2 separate regions of the Mus musculus genome follow, and region 2 is linked to region 1. A link is a contact called in public HiChIP or PLAC-seq data. All regions are on one chromosome and are shown on one strand. Each heading gives the region's core, a stretch centred on a gene start, on an enhancer-like site or on the middle of the called end of the contact. The rest is flanking DNA. Distances are from core to core; before and after follow the strand shown. Region 1 overlaps Fmn1 (formin 1). Region 2 overlaps Fmn1 (formin 1).

Evidence for each region. HiChIP or PLAC-seq counts read pairs in DNA pulled down with a chosen protein or histone mark.
Region 2: an HNF4G HiChIP or PLAC-seq map of pancreatic cancer cells shows a contact between it and region 1. The contact joins two enhancer-like sites. A contact is called at or near these places in 1 of 115 datasets of contacts at active chromatin or transcription factors (pancreatic cancer cells) and 1 of 9 other capture datasets (adipose tissue).

The regions. Positions count from the first base shown.
Region 1 is chr2:113,415,913-113,422,308 of GRCm38.p6, reverse strand. All of the region lies in intron 2 of Fmn1 (formin 1), which reads right to left. Among named protein-coding and RNA genes, the nearest start is that of Gm13963, 27 kb to the right of the region's middle. Within about 2 kb of position 1,383, at least 74 of the 459 cell types and tissues checked have an H3K27ac peak or open chromatin away from gene starts, as enhancers often do. A contact at or near this core is called in pancreatic cancer cells, where this site is marked.
Region 2 is chr2:113,635,616-113,642,194 of GRCm38.p6, reverse strand. It overlaps Fmn1 (formin 1), which reads right to left. Exons shown (of 20, transcript NM_010230.2): 16 at 5,371-5,463. Among named protein-coding and RNA genes, the nearest start is that of 4930533B01Rik, 70 kb to the left of the region's middle. Within about 2 kb of position 1,559, at least 27 of the 459 cell types and tissues checked have an H3K27ac peak or open chromatin away from gene starts, as enhancers often do. A contact at or near this core is called in pancreatic cancer cells, where this site is marked.

The DNA of each region.
Region 1 (6,396 bases), core at 134-2,633:
TATCTCAAAAATAAGACTGCAAAATCAATGGATACAAAGACTTACCAGATTTTATCTAATAGTTATAAGATATCCCACCCAATAATTGGAAAATATGTACTCTTTCCAGACATATGTAGAATGTATAACCAACTATTTGAAAATTAAAGAACATACTTAACCTCAAGTGTTAAAATCACAAGAAAAAGTAGAGGAAATTGGGGTCACAATTAAAGTGGAATTCATAGGAAATATATAGACCTGCTCAATACTGAATGGTACTCCCTAATTCTCCTAAATGTTCTTTTGGCTAGGGGAATGTTGCACACGGTGAACACATCGTTAACCTAGAAAAGATCATATGCTTTCTGAACACTGCTATTGAATTCCCCTGCTTTGCTCCCAGGAACCTTTCAGTCTCTATGGTTAGGCATATGTTGGACACTGATCTTGAAGAAACAAAACCAGCTCCAGAGAAAGAGCTCTGAATGTATTAGCGGTTCCTAGGAAGACAGGCCTTCCAGCTTACTCTACAATGAAGTCCCAAGCCAGAATCTTTACAGACATTATCTGTCCAAGTTAGCTTGTGGTTCCAGTGGCTGCCAGTTAGCTGAGAACTTCTAACACCACAAGCAAGAGGCTAGAGAATAAAAGGAGAAACAGGCTGAGTAATTCCACACTTACTGCACCCACAAGATCTCTGAGGCTGCTGTTTTCCACAGTCATACCTCCTACTGATTGCTGCTTTTCTATTCTGCAGTTCTTGTCAGCTTTCTAACAATGGAAATTTGTTTCCCTTTCAAGCCTAGGAGTGTTCCTAAGGGCCACCCACTCATGTTAGTTCCTGGAAACCCATAAACCTGGACTTGTTTTCTTAACTAGGTCATTCAGTTCATACATAGCCTCTAAAAACTACCTTCAAGTTTGGACTTACTAACTCTACTCTTTAACTTTCCATCAGGAACTCTGACAAATATTGGCGCTGGCAATGATATCTATTTCCTGCCTTCTAACATGTTCATATTTACTAATGCACATAGGCCCTTGCTGTCTGCTACCCACGGTACTCATTTAGAATAATAGCGATACTGTGATTGGTCCATCCATTCTCCAGTGAGCTATCAAAGTGATCAACCCCTTCTCACCTTCTGTTCTGACAGAGAACGGGAAATTGACATAGCCCCAAATAAGGGAGGGATGTAGTTAAGTATACTACTTTCTTTCTCAGGTGAAGACGATTCAATTGGTACAAAAGAGAAGCACAATAAATAAATCAATAAAGGCACAAGACCAGAGACCTCCTCAGACATATTTGGCAGCAATATCACATCTGAATAACAGCTACAATTGGCATCCTTGTGTAACTGAGCTTACAAAAGGCTAGCTGTTCTCCCCAAGTTACCTAGAGTCCTGACTAACCCTAAAGGAATTCCAGTGGCGAAGTGCTAAGAATGAATCACCATCTCTGCACCATTCCAATCTTTGACGCTGGCACAAATCTCTTCGGGTCCTTTATGGCTTAGTGTATGTCTTCAAGAAACAAGGGAAATAATATGATGCTTTCTTTCCCAGAACACATAGGTATAAGGAGTTCACACTCATGGTCAAAGGAATGGTTCAGTAGGCATATTCTCAAATTCATTTTACTTGCTTTTAGGTATTTTTGTTGTTTCTGATTCTCTCCTTCAATGTATAATATGATCCAGAAAACCAAACCAAACCAACCAAACATGGACAACAAACCATTGAAGCAAAAGAGGAGTTTCATGTAGGAGGACATTGGAGAACTCAGGGTCTTGTCAACATGTTTTGTTCAGCTAAAGTACCACAGATTCTTTTCATTACACCTTGGATCCATTTGCTCAAACATGAAGCTAGTCCTAATCATGTTTAATTAATTAGCTTGCTTTTAGCATCACACCAATATTTGAGTCCCCTCAAGGGGACTGTTGCAATCATCAGTGTGATTTTGCTATGTCTTTAGGCCATTATTGCACCAGAAAACACAGCTCCGATTTAAATTGCATGTCAGCAGAAAAAAATCAATGTACTAAAAGAAAATTGATTCCATAAGCCAAAATCTTTATGAAGGCAACTGATCCATAAAGTGAGTTAAAACTATACTAAGAACAGAATTGAATTCTCTTTCTTGGCCAAAAAGGACTTATCAATGTATTCAAATTCATGATAAACATTCACTGGGAAAAATTACAGTAAATAGGAAAATAGGGATCTTACAGCCTGAGGTTGATGAGAAATCATAAATCAGTACAAGATTGTCAGCAATGCTTCAGTGTAACGAAAAGGGTTGGGCTGATGGGTGTTGTAGAGACAAATGTATCTATCAGGAGTCGGGCTTTTATTGTGGGCTCACATGTTACACAACCAAAGGAGAATTATATAGGCCAGTGGTGAGTCTGCTGATAAACACAAGTTCCAAATAATTAATGCTCTCTTCCCTTATTTGAAATGAAAATGTACAGATGAAGGGCAGGAATATACCCGATTCCTGGGGAAAGCCACGGGCTTGCTCACACCCAGGGATGGGGTGGGGTGGGTGAATGACTTTTCAAGGGACTCAGCTTTGCTCAAGCCACGGAGAAACCAACTGGCAAAGGAAATGAGAACACATTGCTAGGGCAACAGGCAACAAAAGTCTATTCCTGCAGCAATGCCTTCCAGCTAATTTAATCCTAAAATAGTTCTGTAATTTGCCACAGAATCTAGAACAGCATGCATTACTGAAAAGGATAAAACAGTAAAGGAACGATTGGATAATTTCATGTAAATTACTAAAGGTGTTACTTTGCTGAAGAGACTTGACACTATTTTCTTTGCAAAAAAAAAAAAAAAAAAGAAAGAAAGAAAATTGTTAGATCGTGTCTATTTTTAAAACAGTGTAAATTTGAGTCTTAATATTTGTACCCTTAAAAGAAAAATCAATGAGGAAGTTGGGGAGGTAGCTCAGTGTGTAAAAGGCCTGCCATATAAGTATGAGGACCCAAGTTCCAACCCCTAGTACCCACTTAAAGAGTTGGATGCAGCACAGTGTGCATCTGTGGCTGCAGTGCTGGACGGGTGGGGCAGATGCAGTCAGATCCCTGCAGCTCACTGTAGCCTGGCCTAATAGATGAACTCCAGTTTCAGTATCTATCTATTCTATCTCAAACAATAAGGTGGAAAGTGATCAAGCATGTAACCCATACATGCCGATATATCTTTTCCTACACGGCTATAGGAGATCATAAATGGAAGGGTTAGCAACAACTGCTGCATCCTCATATGGCTCTAGGAAGTTGACCTGATAAGAGGGCCATTGAGGGAATAAAGAAAGAATGGACAAATGGACACACTTATATAAACATGGGTTTCAGGTGGACTGAGGTCTCTGATGGAGAAATCACAGCACCCTAGGGTGGCTCTGCATTTCACCTTGCCACTGATATATGTGAAAGCCACTTGGGGAGAAAAAACACGGAACCACTAGGCTATGTTAGTTCCTCACCACCATCAGATCCTGGGACACGCCATTGACACACCGCTCAGGGGAGGCAGAACACAGGCTAAGATGAGGGGTCCCAACCCATGTCTTTCCAGGTGAGAAATGGTTCAGGCTGAGGCTGTGGTTCCCAATCTCCTGGACACCCAGACACCACTGGGAACAGGGAGGAGTTAAGAACAGGGCCCATGGGCCTGAGATGAGCCCTGGGATGGGAGAATCTGGCTCAGCTCACCGTAAGTGTCAGGACTTAGGCTGTGCAGCTCTGTAATGAAGGCTTCAACTGACAACGGTTCTTGATGAGAGAGACAGTCCTTGTTTGTCCCAACTGTTTATTCATGGTGCAAAAGAGATTAAATGTCTTTTGCAGGAGGGAAATGTCCAAGAAGGGAAGCTTATTGGTTAAACCCTCTGGGCAGCCCATCTAGATACCTCATTAGCATGGACAATTCTGGGCTCTATGCTACATGACCAGTTGGTATGATCCTCTTAGTGAGGTGCTACGTGCTCCAGGACAGGTATCTTGTCTACTGTTCTCAATTATGAGAATTGCTGGGTTTCCTTAATCTGTTGAACTTTACCAGTTTTTCTGCCTGGTGACACAGTTGAACTTGTCCCACACCTTAGAAACTCAATGTGCTTTTTATATACTGTTGAACAGAGAGGCAGGCTTGTTACATACAGAAGAATAGGGAGCTAAGATTATCACAGATAAACAAGGAGGCAGCCTTTATAGTATCACCTGGCTTATTAGGCAAGTTTAGCTAATCTCTGTAGGGGCAATCTCTGTAGGGGACCAGTCTTCAGGCTATAAATATTCTTAAGGAGAAAGCTATGGTGGACATTTTCTGCACATATTACCAACATTCATACTTGAGCCAGGAAAAGAAGCTTTGTCATTTGCCTGAGCCTCGCCCAGAGAAGGCTTTGGCCTTTTCCTATGAGTTTGGTCCTGGCATGGCCATGTCCATACTACAACACACATTCACCCAAGCCTACAACACTCAGGACTTCCTCTATCCACCGTGGGCAAGTCCATCAGTCTCACGTGATTCTAGGCCCTAAGTTCTGAAGGCTCTGGGCAGGCCTCTGCTTAATAATATATTCCCACTGATCAGGGGAGCAAGAGTCAGCCTCAGATTTTCTGGGGTTCATTACTACTACCTGACAGAAAAAAAAAGAGGTAGAATCAAGTAGGCTGTAATGATCAGCCAGCTGCCATGGGATTGATGGGGATTTGGTGGGACATGAACAGAGTCTGAAGGAGAAGTTAGCAGCAGACTATTGTGTTTTCTGAGCTGGACTGTCAATGGTCCAGACTTCAGTACTAAATGGTGGTTGCCACCCAAAGAAATCCAGCTCAACCTAAATCTTCTTACTAAATGCAAGAGCAATGACTGAGGAAAGATCTAGTGTACCAAAGAGAACTCTGTAATTACTAGAAGGCATCAGGTCTATAGCTATATATTCTCACATGCTATTGCTATAGCTACAGATAAATATTACGTTTTTGTTTTTTGTTTCATGAATGCTAGTTTCTGTTCTTTCCCCCTTTCACTCTAGGAGGAGAGGCAGGCTGAAATTAGGAATGTATTCATAAGTTGCAAAGTAAGATGATGGATCTTGTATGAGTGCCATTCAAAAGACTGGAGTCAGCTGCTCACAGCATATAAAGGCAAGCTCTAGTGGCCACCCACAGCTAGACTTTTCAGGGGACATGGGCCAGAGAATGCCTGCTAATGTCAACGAACTTTTCTCTCCATCAAATTGTATCCGTGAAACTGAAAGAAGCAATCACTAGTCTGGGTTTTGTAAATAGAAAATATTCACATCCTTTTTTCTAGCTATGTCCTAGAAGATTCCTGGCTCAGGGTTCAGCTCTTCAATTTTTCCCTGCTTCATAGCTATAGTAGTCAATAAATAATTTTCTGTTTTAATTAAGACAACTCGTCAGTGATTCACAAACCTAAAGAGGCTGCATAATAGCAATATAGTAGTCTTGATTATCCACACAGTGTTTCAAGACCCTGCATATAACTGCAACAGGCAGTCCTGAACTCTAAACACTACACAAGATGTCAGCTTAGGCATTACTTCTGTGGCTTAAAAAAATCTTCATTTAATATCTACAGGAGTCTATAAAACAGAAACCAAAAAGTACATTGTTGACTTTGCCATTTGACGTATTTCTTTGGGTCATTCAGGTAACCATCATAAGATCTTTCCAGAAGAATGGCTCTTTTACTGATGCCTTCCTTAAACATTTCCCCTCTATTGTATCCATAGCATTTATTGCCTGTTTCATTGAAGACCCTCAGTTTAGCTATAACAATGCAGGGCATCACATCTATTTCTTCTATATAGACGGCATTGTGGGGTCCCATTTTTAAGACAAAAAAAAGAAAAATAAAGAAAAGAGAAACATGCTCATACAGTCCGGATAGCCAGATAGTTCGTTCTTTTCAGTTAACTCTTGAAGCCGAGAATTGTGTCAGAGATGTAACAAGAAGAGAAGACAGGGCTCAGGTTGGGTGCCACGTTGCTATAATTAGAATACAATATTGGCAAGATCTCAGACTATTTTCACGGAATGGCTTTGCAGTTTATTAGTAATGCCTTTTTTGGCTCAGGAGAAAAGTATGATAGAATGTGATCCTGTTTGGGGCATCCTTCGACTAATCTCTATGCCTCTGGTTTTTGCCTGCTAACTTATTGGCAGGTCTTTATCAAAGGCATCCTGTCAGCTTAACAAGTAATCAGAAGATATATGAAGCTCAGCTTGTTACTGCAGCAAATGTTTGCAAGAGGAGGAAAAAATAAAAATCATGTAAACATAAAAGACACAGTGAATTAGTAGGTGGGAATCTTTTACTCATCTCTCACTCCTATTAGTGGAGAAGGGCAATGACAGCATATGA
Region 2 (6,579 bases), core at 310-2,809, 220 kb before region 1:
ATGAGGAAGCCCCCACTAAAGTAGCTCTTTCTACTTTCCAAAGGCTCAAGACACATAACACAGTTTTGCTGTCTGATGACACCTGAAGCCAGCCTTCTTGAGTTGTATAGAGACTCAGCAGTACACACCCTGGCCCATGATTGACATACATTGGTCCAGTCCCTCTCTTTTCCTCCACGTGCTGAGTTAAGATTCCTTTCTTTCAGAGGCCACACTCCAGGTCACACGTTTTTTTCTCACAACCACGGAATATGGTGAATCAGTTTTACTTCCATGGTCTTGAGGTCGCAATGACAAGGCTGACAGTAGTTTGCTGTTGTTCTATTTTGAGGTTCAGTTACGGCCCTTGTCAATGTTATTTGACTTAAAGATTATTACAAAATAATTTAGATGTATATATCCAACAAAGAGATTTTTATAGGGAAGACGTCTAACCAGCGCTGAGAATTATAGGCTGAAAATATCTCTTGCTAGATTCTACCAGGATTCTCTGATTCTGAAAGGATTTAAACAAGAAAGCCACAGAGGGAAAATACATACCCTCTAGGGACTTCACCCAGTTCCAGGCTTTTGTTCACAAATCAATAGACAGTGATAACTATGTATCTTAGGTCAGGCTGAGGCTGTGTTACAGGCTCAGAGAAAGTACAAAGCAAATAGGGTCCGACAGCCATAGTCTCAGCTGTTGTGGGATATTTACCCATTTGTGTATTGGAACTGCCTGCGTTCAGTGTGAGGAATCAGACTTACGGCTTTTTGTTTAACTTGGTAAAATTTTGTTAAACTTGGTAAAATTATTGGGGTTTTTGTATTATTTAGTAGTAGTAGTAGTAGCAACAGCAGCAGCAGTATTTTTCAGAAAAGTTTCTTGACACTAAAAAAAAAAAAAAAAAAAAAAAAAAAAACTTATCTGGCCAAATAACCACACAGGAAACAGAGCTAGAGTTATTCATTCAGAGTCAGGTTGAAATTTATCACCATCCACGGGTAACTGAATGTGAGATAAGACCAATCGTGGGAGGTGCTGGAATTAGGGCCAGTTTTAGTTACAGCCTTCCCTGCCGAAGCTATAAATACAAATGGCCAATTTAACAGCAAGGAAAGACCACCTATAAGATCTAGACCTAGGATCTAATCAGTTGCTTTGTGGCTTCTTTCAATTATAGGATCCCTGCTATGTTTATGGGGACTTTTAATGTGAGCATCATGGTTTCGAAGGCCATATCGTTATTGGTCATGTTTGATCTGAGGGTGGGAAAGTGGGAGCTCAAACAAGACACACAAATGGCTGCACAGGATTGCTTAGACCTGCACTGTAAATTGGCATCCACAAGAGCCTACTGTGGAAGAGGAGGGGAAAGTTTAGACGCCACAGGGATCGAAACCCAGAAAAGTACCATTAAAAGTTCTTTGTGTTTAGCTCAGGAAATGAAAGTTAGTTGAGAATAAGTACTGTGGCTTTGTCAACATTATTTAAGAGTGTTCTGAGAAAGGAAGGATGGTCAAGACAAACACATCATCTCATTCCAGTGTGGCAACAGGATGTGATTTACAAATGGAAAATTACAAGAGCTGAATTGCTGCTTATATACAAATAATTCTAATCATGAATCAACTGAGTCACAATGCATGTGACTTCTCAGGCTTAAAAAAAAAAAAAAAAACCCAAAACATCCAAACCCTAATTGCTTAGTATTTTCTGAGTGAGAAGACCCCTAACAAAAAACTAGCTTTCCTGCTCAACACCCCACACAGGCTCCATGTCACAGCATGCTTTCTCAGCTTCCAATACGACCTTACACTCAGCTGCTCTGAGGAATCTTTTTATTCTACATCTTGCCTTTGGACTGACACATTCACCCACATGTCTTAAACTGCCATCTTCTCGGAACTGTTTGCACCACAGGTAGCTAAGGGTAACTTGTAAACTTCTTAAAACATAAAGAGAATTTTTTTTTATTTCCTTTGCAGCTTGGTCACAGGTCTCTTGAGTATAAATGCTTTAGATGCTATAGCACCATTGTTGCAGCATCACGAAGCTCTCTCGCACAAGCATGGCATCTCTGCCGGTGTGTCACACATGCACATCAAAGGTGTCATATCCAAAGTTTATGTCACTGCCTTCCTTCCACCGCCACTGCTTTTACTCGGGTTCTTTTTGAGCCTTTTGTTCCTTCAATTAACTTCATATCATTGGTAATTATGATACATTTCTTAAGAACAAAAGAAAGAGCGGGCCCCTAACATTCCTTCACCAAACAAGACACCCAGCCCAGCCTGCACCTGCCATTCCTGGACACATATACAGCTTTCACTATTGTCTGTTGTCTATAACATGAATCAGGTTCTTCATCAAGCCCCGTGGCGATACTTTTCTCCTTACAAGTCTTGCATTTTTCACATAAAGCCTACGGTCTGGCCACACCTAGTCTTATGCATTCCCCAGACAATGCACATCTACTATTGTTACAGGTTTGCAGTGTTCCCTCTGCCTGGAATGCATTTCCTAACCTGTCTGAGAAGGATTCCTCTCGCCCAAGTTTACCGTCATACTGGGCCTATTACATATCATGTCAACTCCAGGACTGATAGAGAGTTCACATCTCAGTATTGCTGATATCCAGGTATATTTTATGAGCTCCATCTACATCAAGGCTGGGCTAGCAGTAGTATTTTCCTTAGGAGTACAAGTAATAGTGGTACTGTTTATGAAAATGTGGAATCAGATAAATGTTATACTTAAATTGCATGAAAATCACCATAAAATGTGATTATCCAAGGTCAATAACACATATTTGTGGTGGGCAGAGAATTTTACGTTTCCTATTAGTCAGAGAAACAGCTACGCTTTAAAAAAATGTAGTACTGTCTTCTGCCCATGTTCACTTCGTGCTGCGCTGCCTAACACAGCCCACGGACAATGGAGTCCACAGTTAACAGAGCCAAGTGACCTTGAATTACACTTCTGAAACTCTGACCCAAAGTAAGTCTTTTCTATTTTTCAAAGGAACGACTCTTTATTGCCCTAACAGTAATCAAGAGATATTCCCGTTTGTATACTCTGCAAGTTAGCAAAGTTACAGGTTCGAAACCATATGAGGATAACATTACATGTCATATAGTTCTTGGTTATACACCACTAAACGACAGAAACACGGTCTCATTTGGCACTGTCACAGTGTTTTCTACATACAACAGGGAAGTTGCACATATGAGTGCATATAGAGTGTGACAACATGCATAAGATCAAGCCAGATGAAATCCTAGAATGAGGGTTGGGGTGGGCATGAAATCCCATTGATAGCTGAGGAGCTATTCGCATTTGATAGCTCTTGGGACAGAAGAGTCAGTTTTCTTTAATGGAGTAATGTAGTATGGCAGGCCCCACTCCCAACTATAACTGCACCCAAGGGGGTTTTTTAAGAAAGAAGAAAATTCAAAAGTTACATAGGAAAGTGAGGGTAAAAAGAATGGATCTCTGTGATGCTAGGGACAGGGTTCATATGAACAAAATACTAAAAAAAAAGTTGAATTTCTCACGAACTAATTTAGGGCTTCCTTCCTTGAGCTGAGAAACCTAGTAAATTTTCCAAGTTTGAAAGGTTCTATCCTATTCAAATGTATCTCTTTTTTCATCAAAAGAATAGGATTTTCTTTCTTTTTCTTTCTTTCTTTCTTTCTTTTTTTTTTTTTTTTTTTTTTTTTTTTTTTTTTTTTTTTTTTGGTTTTTCGAGATAGGGTTTCTCTGTGTAGCCCTGGCTGTCCTGGAACTCACTTTGTAGACCAGGCTGGCCTAGAACTCAGAAATCTGCCTGCCTTTGCCTTCCAAGTGCTGGAATTAAAGGCATGCGCCACCACCGCCCAGCTCATAATAGAATTTTCAATGTATCAAGATACTGGCTCTCTTAAAGATAGAATTTAAGCCCATTAAGATATACAGGCAGATAAAACTCTAATATGTGTGTGTGTGTGCATGCGCACATGTGCGCATTTTGACAATTTCCAGCTATTGAATAATAGAAAATTTAAAAAGTATAGGACATAAGCCATATATGTACCTCATTTCAAATTCAGCTTGCATGTGTGAGAAGAAACAGTCATAAATTAGAGGTAACAAATAGAGTATCTGCTGGCTATGGAAGTTTCAACAGGTTATGTATGTTTGGTATAGCCCATAAAGCAACAAATTTACCTTGATGAATTACTTTTTAAAAAACCCTTCCTATTCACAGTCACATAGTACAAAATGTTTGTGCCATTGTTTGCTCTCTAGATGGTACTGTGCCTGACCCATTACTCCCATCAAACATGAGATTGAACAAGACCGACTCTGCCTTCTGCTTCATGAAAACAAGGTCTTGTAGAGAGGAAAGAACAGAGATCTCTGCAGAGAGAGAGAAGCTGCCATGGAGCTCCTGTGACTCATGGACTGAGAATTTCTCTGCTAATTTCCAAGGTGGCTTGGCCATATTTTGTCAATTGACCCAACTTAGCAGCCTTTTGGTGGTGTAGTACCATGTGGCCTTATTTGGTAATGGGAACAGCATGCTAAAATTTCCCCAGCAATCCCCGCATGCATTTCCCCTGCCTTTCTATTAAAGAGGAAAGCTTCCTTCAAAAACCCCATATTCAGTTTTCTTTTGAATCTTAAAACTGATTTGGGGAAATTAAAATAGGAAATACTACATAGAAGCAGTACATTTTCACGTTCACTAACCCCAACCAATAAAAGTGTCTTAGTTGTCCCCAAAATATGGAGGACGGTACAGAACCTGCAAAGGTTTCTAAGTAAATGTTGGATCTTCCAGGTACCCCAAGGAACCAATAGGTGCCAAGCAGTGGGGTGATGGCACTCACTGGGCCCCAGTTTGCCCCTCTGTAAAGGAATGAAAAAAAGCAACACAACAAACAACACCGAATTTCAGATTTCCAAGTTGCCATGCTCGTCAGACCAGGAATATAATTCCCATTGACCTGTCAGGGGTGACCATCAATCTGAGCTGCAGGACTCCATAAGCCTCACATGTTCACACTGTGTTCAGTTAATATGTATCAAGGATGCCTGCGGTCCAGAAGAGACAAGAAGGTTTACCCTCAAAATATCTCAAAAGCAGGAATGAATGATTTAAAGGATGAAATGTTCTGACAGGGCGACATAGAAGCTACAACTCAATCTACACTGAGGATGAAACCACCATTGGACAATGGACCATGGATCCAGCGGTGTTGTCTATGGTCATTCAGGGAGTAAGTGGCAATGGGGGTCTGAGAGAGAAAGGGGAGGGAGGGAGGGAAGGAATGAGGGAGGGAGAGGGAGGGAGAGATAGACTAAGAAGAGTATCCTTGATGTGCAACTGAGAAGCCTCCTACCTTTCTTGAAGAACTCCTCCAGTTTGTCCTTGAAAGGCTGCAGGTACTCCCTTGGGGACTCCTTGCACACCAGCTTCATCTGTTGCTCACTTGCTGCAAAGAGAGGTATAGATTAGACTTAACCAAGAAGGCATACTTGCTGAGGGACTGCTTGGGCACTGTGGTTCATGGTTAACTGTACAGATTCCTTGTCATTCACAGTTTAACCAAACTCTATGAATAAAAAGGGCACAGCCTATACCTCTCTTTGGGAACATGGATATTTGCAGTCTTTAATCTTCCTTTTAGCCATTCACAAAAAGATCTGTGACTTGTCCCAAGTAAAGTATTCCGCTCTCTTGTTCCTCATAATGGGAGACAGGGGAACTTAAGGTCTGATCGCAGGGAAGGAAGGTCCCTGACCATCTTCAGTCCATACACTGAAAGAGATTTCACTCAAGTTACCACAAGTGGAAACTGCCTGGAACCATGAAGTTAGAGAATCCTCATGATGCAGGCTCCAGTCCAGTTTAGGAAGCATGCTGTGTGTACTCCTCAAGCCTGCCACTTAAAGCAAACAAACCAAAGGTCCATTTTCAAGGCAAATGTGCTGAGAGTCAGTGTATGTGCTGCCCCATGGAGTGGGACAGAAAACACTGGCCCCCAGCCACTGCATCCAACTCTATCTCTCCTCACCCACGCTACAAGCTCAGAGTAGAAAAGCATTAACAGCCAAATTGGCCTAGTGACCCTCGGACTTGGGACACTTAAGCCCACCTAAAAAAGCTTAAAAAAATAGGACACAAAAATGTAGAAATAAACCTGCAGGCTTTGTTGGGAAAATAGACAGATACAAGTAGCCAGTGATGGCTAAGATTGAGTACCCCTCCCCTGACCGCTTGACCAATGAGGAAAAGGAAGGAGGGAGGGACCTGAGTTACAGGGTGATAAGTACTACTCCCAGAAAGCAGTTGGATGCCCTCCATTTTGCTGGGTTGGAGTGCAACCTTTCAAGATCATAAAATAGCCCCTCTCACTCTTCCTACTGAGTCTCCAGCACATTCATTACAGAATGAGGGCCCTTTGACCTCACGCCACGTACCTCCAGCTTCACTAACACATGAATACTTTCACTAGATCCAATTCAGACAGGACACCCGGAATTTATAACAAATTGCTCTTTTGATAATCAGGTTGCCTTGAACTGGATTTGGTTATACAGAAACAACA